Regions from separate parts of the Mus musculus genome. Here region 2 is linked to region 1. A link is a contact called in public Hi-C data. All regions are on one chromosome and are shown on one strand. The core of a region is the stretch at or near the end of the contact, and the rest is flanking DNA. Distances in the headings are between cores, read along the strand shown.

Region 1 (6,971 bases), core at 3,329-5,828:
TCCAGAAGCTGTTTGCTAGTCTCTGTCTCCATTCTGTTCCATGTCTCACAGCCTTCAGCCTTGCTGCGTGGGAGTTTTCCTCACCAAGACACACCCACTAGGCTTTAGCCAGGCCTCCAGGTTCTATGTAGGACTTGTCTATTTCCAAAACCTACCTGTGGTGAGCTTGACATATGTCCTTCACTGTTTCCAGAGTCTCAGCCCCGTAACTCCTGAATGTAGACAGGCTCCAGCAGGAGAGCTTTGGGGAGCACCAACTCTGTGTAGTAGCCCTGGACTGGACATCTAAGGGAGTTCTCCAGCCCCTTCACAAGGGTGCACTGGATGGGTCTGTCCAGTGCCACGTCCTTCCTCAGGGGATGTCTCAGGACGATGTAGGCATTGAGTGGCCCTGCCCTCTCCTTGGTCATGGATGGTTTGCACCCAGTGACACCTGAGTCAGGCCTGGCCAATCACAGTCTCTCTTAGAGTTTGGAGTGGTGCCCAAATATACCTGTCAGCACCTGTTGGCATAAGCAGACGTGTGGGCGACCATTTTGACTGTGAACCCAGAGAGGCAAAGACAGTTTCTCTCTCTCTTTCATTGTGTCTTTCTTTCTCTCTGATTCTCTCTCATTGTGTCTCTCTTTCTTTCTAATTCTCTCTCATTGTGTCTCTCTTTCTTTCTGATTCTTTCTGATTCTCTCTCTCTCTCTCTCTGAGGATATCAAGGGACTTGTGTCCCAGTCTGTTCTGGCTTCATTTTACTTCTGGCCCTTGAATTCCACAACCCATTTCCTAATTCAACAAAATAACACTCTGTTTTTAAACCTGTATGAGTATGTGTCTACCAGTGTGTAGAGATCAGAGGACAACCTCGTGTGTCATCACTCACCTTTCTTTTCTCTTCTTCTTAGGCTAGGTCTCTAACTGGCCTGGAGCTTTCTGAATAAATTGGGTCAGCTGGCCAATGAGCCCCACGGAGCCTCACGTCTCTACCTCCCTAGTGCTGAGAATAGTGTGTGTGTGATGTCAGTGCTCGCTTTGTTGTGGTGGTGGTGGCAGTGATTGTGGTATTTTTATTTTTTTTAATAGGTTTTGGAACGCAACTCAGGTTCTAAGCAGTTTACTGATGGAGTCAAGTCTCCTTTCTCGCATGATTAATTTCTATTGATTATAACTAAAAAGAGGGCTCACAAGACTGGTGGGGTTTTATAATCCCATTGGCCAGAGACAATCGTAATGGTCTACCCGACTCATCCCTGGCTCTGGCCTCGACTTGGTGATCTCAAGTAGATAATTCTGGCCTCATCTTCAAAATGACTTTGATGACACCATCTACTTTATGATGGGTGGGTGGGTGGAAGTGCCCTGAGGCATAAGTGAGAAACACAGGTTAACTTCCTAAAATGTGTCTAGGAAGGCAGCAGTCTCCATACCAGCCAAGCCAATGGAATTCCTGCCCCTCATCCTCCCATACCAGGAGGCCAGGGTCACCCTGCTGGGAAGGATGACTCCCTAGAAGTCACACCACACTCCAGGTGTTTTGGGTACGGAGAGCTGCATGTGGGAGAGTCAGATGTTTCCAAACTTTGATAAATGGCTCAAAATGAGGGAGCCTTTGGAGGTGCCTGCTGTACTGCGTATCTTCCTATGGGTTCTTAGATTGACCAGTGTTCGCTGTGCCAATGCAGCACCCAAGAATCTGCCTGTCCCATCACTGGGCAGTTTGGGCCTTGGCCCTGCTGCCCTGACTCTTCTACCTACCACCTTACTTCAGCCCACTCAGAGGCCCTCTGTGTCAGAATCCTCCCCTCAAAGCCTTCTGTGTGACTTGATTTGCGTCTCTTTGTCACACTGGTCATGGCGCCATTGTTCTCTGCCAGCATGGGTCTCCAGTGGGTCCTAGAGTGCAGCTATCTTGCTCCTGGAGATCCAAAGGCGCTCTCTGTGTTGCACATGTGTCCTGTTTGCTGTGATGCTACACAGTCACTGCGGGTGACTGTGTTGTTTCTGCAGTGGCTTTAGGGAATGTGTGGGTTCAATTATAACCTGGGTTTCTTAAGCTTAGATGGCATTGCCCTTAGCATCCCTTCCAAGGCCTGGGCAAGATAGCGTCAATCAGAACACCTTCTCTGCGTCTCTGACTCCAGGGGGAAGCGTCTTTATACATTGTTGCTGAATATACATTGTTGCTGAATACTGGGGTTGAGGGGGGCTCTCTGTCAAATGCGCTGACAGAATGTTCAGGTCATCTAATCTCTGGGTTATGGAGAGGCAGAAGGTATTTGCAATGATTCTGGAAAGAAAAGGCTGCATAGGACCATGGGATTTCACAGGCTAGAGGTGACAGGCAGTCTAGCACTCCCTTTTGGGAAGATACTTTCTCCGTTCAAATGGACATGTAGGTAAAGTTTTGTTTAGTGGTTATTTTCTGGATCCCTAAAACTATGACTTAAGGACCTGGGAACTCAAACTCCTGCTATCCCCTCTATCTGACGAAGATCCTGCAGGGAGAATCACCAGCCAATCAGGTATAACTTGGAATCATTGCTGTGCTCCTGGAGTGGACCAGGCCCTTCCTCTTTACCTTGTTCAGGTACTACAGTGGTTTGCAAGAGGATGTTTTTAGGGAAGCAGCTGCCGGGACACTTGATGGAAATGTAAACTATCAGTTCCTTACCTCAACAGAATGAAGTAAGAACTCCAGGGTGAGACCAGCCAATCTGGGTGGTTCAAATTTGAGAAGGGCTAGGGCAAGCTCTTCTTGACAGTTTATCTGCCCCCCCTCCCATATATATACAGTAACTGCTCAGTGAACAGTTACTGTACCCCCCTTTCCTGACTCTCAAAGAAGGGCTTTTCTCTTGATAACCATCCCACTGCGTTGATCTCCTTCCTTACCATTCCAGGGAATCCTATCAGCCTTAGCTTGGGCAGAGGAGCAGGCCTGGCCAGGAGGCAGATACTCTGAAAACAGTTTAAGGCTCTAGTATCTAGGAGGAGGTGAGGCAAGCAGGCAGAGCTTTGCCAGGCTTGCCCAACTGCCAGCTCTGCTTCCCACTTGATCCACACGGGCCTTGGAAGATGCTGCCAGATCTCTTCCAAGAACATACGCGATAAGCAGGGGAAAAAGAAATGGGTACTTTTAAATCTCAAATCAATCACTGACTTTAGAGGTTTCCAGATGTAACTGGAAGATGCTGCTTAACTTCTTATGTATTTACCAGGCTGGGGTTTGAAAAGTGGGGTTCTTCACTGTTTTTCTTCTACGGAGGGCCAAATTCCCACAGACTGATTCTTCCAGGAGAGTGGTGTCTTTAAAAACTAACTTGAAGGAAGAAGAAGGGTTCTAAGGGGACGGACAGTTCTAGAGCCCTTTCTGTTTAGAGGAGTTTGCTCTTTAAACTTTAAAAAGCTCCTACACATGTTTTCTTAAGGTGGAGTCAGAAAAAGCACCCGTTTAACTAGCCTTAATTTCCATAAAACAATCCTATCCTTATTTTTTTTTTCTCAAGGGAAGGGTAAGGAAACACATTGGTTCCTTTCTCATCTGATACATGGCAATTCTTCAACTTCTTATTCTAAAACTCAACTAGCTGTGGGAGAAGAATCCAGGGGTCTCTCTAGTTTTCATATAGGCCAGGTCTTTCTGATTTATTATTTTTAAGTCTATTTTGGGAGTAGGAGGACAGAAACAAACCCTTAAGTCTTCCTAAGTCATAAAGAGGAAGCTCTCATATAAGAAACATTTTGTATTTTTATAGTTTAGGACTTTTGAAAGAGCAGGCCTCTTTAACCTTTCAGTTCAAGTAAGAGGGATAAGTCAAAATTTTCCTTTTCTAACTGGGGGGGGGGGGGGGGGGAGGGGCTGACCCTTGTTCAACCTTCAACATCTCCTTCCATAGGGTCAGGTTTTGTGTTTTTTTTTTTTTTTTAATACTTTTACTTTTTTTGGCGGGGGAGGGTAAAAAAGTGACTTCACTGACATCAAACAGAAGAGAGGCTCCTCAAATAGTAAATTTATATTCAGACTTGATGGGGGTTAGAGAGGGTCCCCTTGGCCCTCAGTTCTCAAACTTATCTGCGAGGACGGGGAGGGGGGAGCTAGGTATAGCCTAGGCTACCGAATATTCCCAGGAAGCTTTCCAGTTTCGTTCCTCAAAACTTTTATTTAAAAAAAAAATCGATCTGATTTGGGGGGGGGGGAGAGCTTGTGGGGAGGGGAGAGGCGTTCCCATTAACCCCTTCTGTCCCACCAGAGGCCGCTCCCCAAAACTTTTCTGTGCCCCCACCTCCGCCCCACGCGAGCAAATGCCCCGCGCGCGAGGCTGGCGCGGGAAAGTTTGGGGGGCCGCCGGCGGCGCGGGGGACCGGCGGCTTTGTGTGAGGCGTGGGGCGTCGCGGAGGCCCGCGGCGGAGGCCGAGGAGAGGCCGGGGGCCCGCAGCGGCTCGGAGGCCGGCGGGGGCGGTGCGGGGCGCGGTGCAGCGCGGCGGGCGCGGGCCGGCGGGGCGATCTGCGGTCCCCGCGGCGGTCCCCCCCGGCGCCCCCGGCCCCCGCCCCCCGGCCCGCGCGGGGCGGGCGGAGGAGGGAGCGGCAGCAGCGGCGGCGGCGGCGGCGGCGGTGGCAGCGGCATTGTGCGCGCGGCGCAGCCCGGCCCGGGAGGAGCAGGACGCGCCGGGGCCGCCTCCTCCCGCACGGACCGATGAGCCAGCCGGACGGCGCGGCAGCTCCGCAGGTAACGCGGGGCCGGGGCGGGGGCCAGGGCGGGGGCCGCAGCAGCCCCGCGGGATGGCGAGCGCGGGCGCCGGCGGGGGGATCCGGAGTGGGGCCGGGCGGCCGGGGTGCGGGAGCGGCCCCCCGGGACGCTGCGGGGCGCGGGCGACGCGGGGGCGGCGGCCGAGGCTAATGGGGACCCCTCACCCGGCGTCCCCCGCCGCCCCCCGCGGCCCCCAGCTCGGACCGGAGCCCAGAAACAAAGCGGCGAGAGCACGGAGCAGCCATTGCAGTTTGGACAATTCAGATTTTGCGAAAATGCAACCTTCTTCCAGATCTCCCCCTCCCCCGAAATTTGCAATTTCCCCTTGACCCTCTCTGCTCTCATGGTCCTTGGTGACCCCCAGGAGAGCTTTCCTTCCAGGCCCCCAATCTTTGCAACAATCTTTTTTTTTTTTTTTTTTTTTTTTTTAAGGCCATATTTCCTTCTCTCAATTTTTTTTTCTAATTTTTCTTCAAACGGTAGTTTTTTCCCATTAAAACGACGCCACCTAGAGGATACTATTTTGTAAATAAAAAAAAAAAGAAATTAAAATTGAAAAGAAATATTTTTTATTTCTTATTTATTCCAAAGTTTCATCTACAAACTGGTGGATGTGGGAAAGATTCTTTTTTTCTATCTTTTTTGGAGTGAAAATTTTCACTTTGATCATTGAAAGGACATGGAGACAATTTTATTTCTGAAGCCAAATCCAGATAATATGTAAATGAAAATTAAGCTGGAATTTGAATGAATTCAATTCTTGAAGGGGAGAAAGCAAAAATACCTCCTAAAAGCAAAGGCAGTTTAGGTACCTAAGTTATTTTAATTTGAGTAAAAAAAAAATAGTAATTGGAATGAGAAAAGGGGGGAAATAGTTCAGTTTAGGGAAAGCTGGGAGAATTGGCTTTATGAAGCAATTAGAAATTGTGTTTCATTATAATTTGCGGCTTGTTTTGCTCCGTAGGCAAAAATGACTAATTTTGCCATTTGGCAGCGTTCAAAGTTTTTCCATTTCCAAGAAAGAAGGATTTAGGAGAGAAAATAGATCCTAAAATGTTGGCTTTGGACACACCCAAAAATTGTAGGTTTAAATTTTTACATTTACATTTTACTGCATTTAACTCCTGAGATTTTAAAGAAAAACAGAAATTGGAAAAGTTAGAGTGAAATCCTGCCGGTCTTTTTTCTGTTTTTTGTTATGTTGTGTGTGTGTATGTGTGTGTTGTGTGTGTTGTGTGTGTGTTTTGCTTTGATGGAATAATTATGACTGTTTCCTGATTTTGTTTGCTGCAAGGTCTAGGCATTTCTTGTTTTGTTGTTGTTTTATCTAGAAAATGTCAGGGACCTTTTCTTGAGCAATATTCAATGGAGAAAAATGTCAATTCATATATTGTGCAAACTGAGTAGCCCACAGAATTGTAGGAGAGGCCGCCATTAAAATAAGATATGCATAATTAACATTATTATGAAAAACTAACAGTGGATTCACAGAAGCCCATTTTTTTTTACGACACACAAGTGAATCAATTGATGGAGATAAGGATTAAAAAAAATCCTTGTTAAAGAGGAGAATTTGTCTTTCTCAATTTTGTTTTCTAGTCCAATTAGAGTATTATCATCAGTTCCTTTTTTAAAAATTCAGGTTGGCTTCAGGTTTCTTTGTGATGTGGGGTTGGATAATTCATTAATATTTTGCATTTTTCAAATTTTTTTTATTGCTGTCAAAAGAGAAGAAATCCATTAGCCTTGATCATTTGAAGATTGTGTGTGTGTGTGTTTTGAAGGGAGGGGATTTGTAACAACAACAGAAAATTCCACAAATTTTACTGACCCAGTAAGAAAAAAAGGTGGGAGAGAGAATGGCAGAGATGAAAATTCTGATTTGAATCCATCTTCCCTGGTAAGAACACTTTGCTGAAGAAATGAACTGAAACACCAACTCAGCTGTTTCTAGCAGGAAAATTTATTATTTTCTTTGAAAGAAAAACTAATCAGAATACACACAAAAGCCAAACCCAGAGATGCTTGCCTTGGGAATTTGAAAGCATTTTTTATAAACAATATTTTATGTGGAGGTTTTGTCCTTAAGATAAATCAAATGAAGGTGAAACAAAAAAAAAAAAAAGAGAAAAATTTTCAAGGGATAAATATTGACTGGATGGAAATTTGACACAAGAGAATAAGATCTGTTCTGAGATAAAGGGAAATTGGTGATGATTTAGGCTGATCGGA
Region 2 (6,971 bases), core at 1,313-3,812, 54 kb after region 1:
TCATTGAGGTGACATCTTCTGGGAGGTGTTTTCTGAGAGCACAGTGGCTGTGTTCCAGATATAGCCAAAGTTGTACCTTGTGCTGTGGCTGGACTTGGTAATGTGTAAGAGTCACCCAGGTGGTACTGGTTTTGAAGGCATGAAGGAGTTGAGCAGAACAGCTGAGGATTGGCACTGTGAGAGACCATGGAAGGCCATTGGTGAAAGTGCAGCCTCAGTTGCAATTGATGGCCCAGGACTGAAGGGGTCATGCAGTGTTTTGGAGATGCCAGTACCATGAGATGACCACCAAGAGCAGCAGCAGCAGTGGAGTACAGGCATCTGGAGCCTAGAGGATGACACATGTGCTACAAAGGGCCTGGCTGGAGAAGTGACCCAAGCCCTTGGAGGAGCCCAGAAGATCGTGAGTTGGATCCCAGACATTGGACGGTTAGAGATTGACTTTTGCTTTTGATTGTGACTGTGCCCTGATATTTTCCCTCTTGAAGGAAGAAACTGTTTTAGTGGAGCCCACAGTTAAGAGACTTTTAATTGTAAAAAGACTTTGGATTTTAAAAGAGATGGATATTTTAAAGAGATTGAAATTTTAAGCATATGTAAAGACTGTGGGACTTTTAAAGTTATTTAGAATGGGGATGAATAAGATTGTAAGGGTTGAGGCTTACTAGTGATGTGTTTGTGTGTCAAGTTGACAAGGGGTCAATTGTACTGGCTAGCTTTGTGTCAACTTGACACAGCTGGAGTTATCACAGAGAAAGGAGCTTCAGTTGAGGAAATGCCTCCATGAGATCCAACTGTAAGGCATTTTCTCAATTAGTGATCAAGGGGGAAAGGCCCCTTGTGGGTGGGACCATCTCAGGGCTGGTAGTCTTAGTTCTATAAGAGAGCAGGCTGAGCAAGCCAGGTGAGGCAAGCCAATGAAGAACATCCCTCCATGGCCTCTGCATCAGCTCCTGCTTCCTGACCTGCTTGAGTTCCAGTCCTGACTTCCTTTGGTGATGAACAGCAGTATGGAAGAGTAAGCCGAATAAACCCTTTCCTCCCCAACTTGCTTCTTGGTCATGATGTTTGTGCAGGAATAGAAACCCTGACTAAGACAGGTGCTTTCCCTTTTTTTTTTTTTTTTTTTTTGAGACCACAGCTCCCTAGCAAACATCTGATTCTCCTGCCTGGTCTTTATTCTGTGGTTATAGGTTTATGCCACCAGGCCTACTTTTGCTGTGTTGGGGATCAAACTCATACCTCACGTATTCAAAGCAAGAACCCCACCAATTGAGTTACACCCCTAAACGCCTTGTCTCTTTTGCGTTCTTTTTCTACCTTGTGTTTCTGTTTGCTCTTGTTTTTAGCCTTGCTGTGCATGTGTATGGGCATAGGGATTGACATTAAATATCTTCTCTAGTCAGTCTCCACTGTATTCTTGCCTATCTCACTGAACATGGAACTCAACTGTTGTCTGGACTGGCTTCCAGGAAAACCCAGGATCGTCTTGTCTTCACCTCCTCAGTGCTGAGACTGCATATGTGCCACCACGCCCAGATTTGCGTACAGCATTACACGTTTATGTATTTGAATGTGTATGTGTACATTCACACCTGCATGAGCTTGCCCGCGCTTATACCTCGGTGTTTACTCCATGGTGAGCGTCTGGAGGTCGGAGGACAGCTGGGAGGAGCTGGTTCTTTCCTTCCACCTCGGGTCCTCACTCACTTGGGTTATTAGTCTTGGTAGTGGTGCCTTTACCCTGTCTGGCTTGCATGTACTGTTTTGCACAGATGCTGGGGATCCCAACTTGGGACTTCATGCTAATGTGGCAGACACTTTACTGACTGAGCCAGTCTTCCCAGTCGTAGCGTTGCCTTTTGATTTCATTTCTCAGTCAGGCAGCCCCTGTTCTTATGTAGTGTCTACCTTTCCCATTAGAGCCCCAGTGTTCCAATAATAGTTATTTTAAATCTACACATGCATTTTGTGTCGGTCTACTGTGTCTCTCCAATTTTTTTTACTATGACTTGTTTTTTTTTTAATTTTTATTTTTTTTGTGGGAAGCTAGACATGACACATATAGCAGGAGGGCTGGAGTAACCCACAATGTATCATCAAGTTGGAGGAACTACAGTAAACAGACCTATAGTGTGATCTTTTGTGTTTATCCATCCAGGGATTTACAGCTTAGTGTATCTATTAACAGTCCGATGGCTGGAATACTTTTGTTGTACTGGGATAGGATCATGGGTAGTTGAATTCTGGCTCCTGGCCAATTTTGTAGCCCTGGACTTTTGACCACAGTGTGGGGTAGCACCAACCAGCCAGGAGCAGCAGCATATGGCTCCCTCTAGTGTTACAGATTTCACTCAGGACTCAGGTACTAGAACCCTTGGCACTGACTGGTGTGCAGAGCTATTGTGTGGGCTTAAGAAGACCCCGGCCCTTGGCAGTGCCAGAGGGCCTAGGGCATCTAGACCTTTGACCCCTGAGGCTGCTGCCACCACTGTTGTTGCTGAGATCCGGGCTGCTAAGCCACTGTTGCTCTCCTACTGGCTCCTGCCCAGCCTGCCCGTTGCTCACTACTCTGCTGCCACCCGTATGGCTCCACCCCTTCTGAGGCTACTCTCTGGTTTTCTGGTTACTAGTTCAGCCTTCCATCTTCAGTGGCTGTTAAAGCCCCCAGACTGCTTTCCAGCTCCGCTTCTTATGGGCACCAGCTGCTCTGTTGTCATTGCTGCTGTGTGGCAGTCATGGCTCCTGCTTCTTTCTTGTGTTGTCAGCTCTATTAGAAAGGATAACTTTTTTGCCCTAGGGACAATGATCCCTGTGCTGGGCTATTGGGGAAGTTACCATCCCTCTGGCATTTGTGGAAGTGGCTGTAGGGAGAATCCAGTAAAAGCTGTTTGAAATAGTCCTGATGCTTCAGGGACTGGAGTTGTGCTTAAACAGCAACTGGCTGCAGTTGTCATGTTGCTTCACCAAGGTGTCTGTGGAGTGTTCTCAGCAGCAGGTGCTGGTGCATGGTCATGCAGATGGCTCTTTGAATGGCAGTCCTTCTCCTTTCTTTCTTTATGTGGTTTGTATATGAATATATATGTTCATGTATATGTACACATGTATGTGCAGGCTATGAGCAGACATGGGATGCGTTCCTCATTTGCTCTCCACCTTATTTTTTGAGGGTCTTTCACTGAACCTACAGCCCACCTTTTGGCTAGGTTGGCTGGCCAGTAAGCTCCAGCGATTGGCTGTCTCACCTGACTCCCATCCCTGTGCTGGGGTTAGAAACTAGCTCCTTTATGTCTGGCTTTTACATGGGTGCTGGGATCCAAACTCAGGGCCTCCTACATATACAACAAGCCCTTTGCGAGCTGAGACATCTTCCTACTCCTGACAATTCTTTTTCTAAAACAGCTGATACCAGAAGCATTCTTAATAGCTGTCAATTAGGGAGTCAGATCACCCATCCCCCAATATCTTTGTTTATTTACAGGAAAATAAGCATCAGAAGTACTTACAATAAGAGCTTTCTGTTAACACAGATAATTGATTTTAACAGTATGTTTAACAGCCTTTACAGCTGCCCAGTACTGCAGGGAGAGGTGAGTCCCCCTCATCAGTCTAACCTGGAGGTGCCACAGGGCAGTTCCTTCTAAGGTCCTTGATTCTGTCTCCTGTCCTGTTGGGTCTTCTTCTATTCCTTTCTTTTTTCTTTTTTCTTTTTTTGGTTTTTTTCAAGACAAGGTTTCTCTGTATTGCCCTGGCTGTCCTGGAACTCACTTTGTAGACCAGGCTGGCCTCGAACTCAGAAATCCGCCTGCCTCTGCCTCTCGAGTGCTGGGATTAAAGGCGTGAGCCACCACTTTGATAGTGCCTGCCTAAGCCGTACAATTCTGTGTGTGACTCTCTGTAAGAGAGGAACTAACTGATACAGTAAGGTGTAGGCAGAGTGCTCTAGAATGTTCTGTGGAGTGCTCAGTCCTGAGTGGGCCTGTTTCCCCAAAAGCAAGCATCACAAATGTTTCTCAGACACCTCCCTGACCGTGAGACAGAAGGCTCAGGGAGGCCAAATGGCTCATTCCTTCCCCCACCTACCCTTGCCCTTGCTGGGGTCCTGTTGGAGATATCTAAAGACTGTTACTTTCTCTTTCTTCTGGGGCATGGGGTCAGGGTGGGGGAGCTAGTGAGGCTGCAGGAACTGGAGTTTGCAAAAAGTGGGAGTTCTCAGATAGCTCCCCAGTCAGCCTGTGTTCCGCTGCTGGCAGTGGCCCAGTCTTTCTGTCCTTCCCAGCCCTGGTCTCAGCTCCCGGGAATACTAAGCTGACTCTTCACTTGCCTGTCCCTCCTCCTTGTGGGATTGGTGGCTTGTTCCTTGTTGGACCTAAGACAAACTGTTGAGCTTGGTTTACTCAGCATTTTTCTCTTCTCTCTTCCTTCCTTTCTCTTTGTGTGTCCGTGAGTGTTTTGCCTGCCTGTCTGTGTGTGCTCTGTATCTGGTGTCTGAGGTCAGAAGACAGTGTTGGATCTCCTGGAAGTAGACTTTCAGGTGTCTGTGAGCTGGGAACCCAGCTCTGCTCCTCTGTAAGAAGCTTCCAGCCCAGCCCAGCCCAGCCCTCAGCCTGTTCCTTTCTCTGATTCCCATGTCCCTTGTGTGTTCTGTGGTAAATCAGGAGTTACAGCATTCTGGGTTTGTTTTCCTTGTATTTCAGTCTGGGGAGTTTCTGTTGTTTTCCAGCTTTGCTTGTTTTCTTTAGTGGTGTGGTGTCAAGTCTACCAAGGAGTCCATCACAAAAGGCCACCTTGAGTTCTATGGCATGCGTTTGACTCCCTGCATTCTCTCTTCAGGGTCTTCAGTAGATTCTGCTTCTGTGTTGACCTGTTGGGGCCTGTTTGCATTTTCCATGAGTGCCCCTAATGTTTTTTTCAGAGTTCAAGTTTAGGGTTACCTAGTACCATTGAGAACAGTCTCTGTTGCTCCTGAGTCTGCATAAATAGAGCGGTAAATGCTATGTGCTTTTCTTCTTGCCCTTTGGGATGCCGTGTAATTTTTTTTTTGAAAATTAAACATGATTTATCAAGTAAATCATATGAGCATATGTGAGAACTAGGTCCCTGGCTATACTCAATGTTTGCTGAGGCTGTATGAATCTCAGTATTCTTTTATTTGGTTATTTATGTATTTGTGTTTACTAGAGAGAGACACAGAGAGAGAGAGAATAACAAGTGATCTATCTATCTACCTACCTATCTATCTATCTATCTATCTATCATGTATCTATTGTCATTGTTTTTTTTTTTTCTTTGTTCTCTGTCTTTGGCTTCTCTAAAAAGCTCATCACTAGTCTTGAAGCTTTTGTGATCAGTTGTCGTTTACTGGAGTCTTTCTGGGAGTCTCAGGGTGGTAGGGAGGAACCTGTCTGTGCTCTTACGACTCGATCTCAGTTGTTTCATTGATTTCATTGTGTATTGATTCGGTGTGTATGGATCTGCTTCCTTGCCTGTGACCTTTAGAGACACGTCTTAAGCCTTCTTGTTTGCTGTCCTGGGGACACCGGCAGGACAGGTTCTCTCAGGGGCTTAAGGTGCTGGGCTTCCCTGTCCCCAGCACTTTTCATCACCCTTTCTGTGTAGTAAATTGTTACAACCCACTCTTCTTTGCTGAAGCTGGCAGTGTGGAGCTCTAAGAGTAACAAGTCAGCCTTGAACTGTAGATGCTCCAGGGGGCTTCAGTACACTTCAGGCTAGCCTCCAGCCGTCAGGAAGGCAGCCAGTAAGTGCTCTAAGGGTTCACAGCTCCGGGAAGAGGTTCTGTGAGTTACCACTTCCTTGCTGAGGTCCTCTTCAAAGGAGAAAGGGGGATCTTAGCTCACAGTCTCAGGGGTTTCAGCCTGGTGGCTTTCCACTGGTGGCTCCTTGTCTAGAGGCTTGGCGAGAGGCAGGTATAACAGAAGGGGCCCCTGGTGTGGAGCACAGTTGCTGGCTTTGCGGGTCCCAGTAGCCCACCCTTGCCTCATCCCCAGGGCCCTTGCTTCCTTTTCCCAGTCCTTACCTCCTATAGGCTCTGTTACCTTCCAGCCTAAGGTACATTTCCCACAGAGAACATTTTAGATGTGACCCGCAGCCATCTGGCTCTGCATTTGCGTGTCTCCAGTTTGTTTATTCGTCGGTTGCTCTATGCCCAGTGTTCTCCAGGGACCCTAAGAGAACTTGGTTTCAGTTTTTCCTTCTCCCTTTTTGTAAGGACAGGAAGAGATGGCATTCGAGCCCTTTACACATCTGAGCTGACATTGGGAAGTCCCCACGTGGTGGTTCTTGACAGCCTCTAGTGTGATAATTCTAGAGTTTGATGCTCTAAACCAGCATCGACGAGAGTGGCAGAGCCAACCAGGCCTGAGTGTGGATAATAACCTACCTGAGTCTGCCTCTTCCTCCTTGGCTCTGGGGTTTGGTTAGTATTGGCTGCCCTGGTGGGCGAGTAGACCCTAGAGCTGTGTCTTCTGTCCAGTTCCACGTTGTCTGCTGATGTTTGCTTGGCTATGCAGTGGGGACAGGGTCAAAGCCTGCCCGTATTCACACTGCGATGAGAATAGAACCCCCACCAAGTTGATTTCTCCCTAGAGATAAGGAAGTGCTTGAAATGAATACTGAGGTTTGGGATATGAAAAGGACCAAAAATGGGATAGGGTACTGAGACTAGGAGCTAGCCAGGAGAGGTCATTCTGGAGCAAACCTTGTGATTAATGGGGAAAGTGTTCTAGGGACAGGACAGTACATGCAAAGGCCCTGAGGTTGGAATGAACTAGGTGTGTTGGGGGAATATTAAAACACCTCCCTGTGGGGCGGTGGAAATGATAATAAAGTAAGGTTTTTAAAAGGATCTCCTGGCTGCAATGACTGTCAACAGTGGAAATGAGGATACTGGGATAGTTTCGTAGCGCCCCAGAGACAGGTGGTGCTGGCGGGAGGAGAGATGTTGGGAAACA

Evidence for each region. Hi-C and Micro-C count contacts between places; a contact is called where the count stands out from the background.
Region 2: a Hi-C map of epidermal suprabasal cells shows a contact between it and region 1, with 2.5 times the contacts expected there. The contact joins the enhancer-like site here to the promoter of Zfp618 in region 1. A contact is called at or near these places in 2 of 39 promoter capture datasets (liver and maxillary cranial neural crest), 7 of 484 Hi-C or Micro-C datasets (Th1 cells, epidermal suprabasal cells, liver and 3 more) and 2 of 115 datasets of contacts at active chromatin or transcription factors (CD8 T cells and embryonic stem cells).

The regions. Positions count from the first base shown.
Region 1 is chr4:62,960,989-62,967,959 of GRCm38.p6, forward strand. It overlaps Zfp618 (zinc finger protein 618), which reads left to right and starts at 4,579. Exons shown (of 15, transcript NM_028327.1): 1 at 4,579-4,718. The coding sequence starts at 4,686.
Region 2 is chr4:63,017,214-63,024,184 of GRCm38.p6, forward strand. All of the region lies in intron 1 of Zfp618 (zinc finger protein 618), which reads left to right. Among named protein-coding and RNA genes, the nearest start is that of Gm30764, 41 kb to the left of the region's middle. Within about 2 kb of position 2,563, at least 10 of the 459 cell types and tissues checked have an H3K27ac peak or open chromatin away from gene starts, as enhancers often do. A contact at or near this core is called in CD8 T cells, epidermal suprabasal cells and liver, where this site is marked.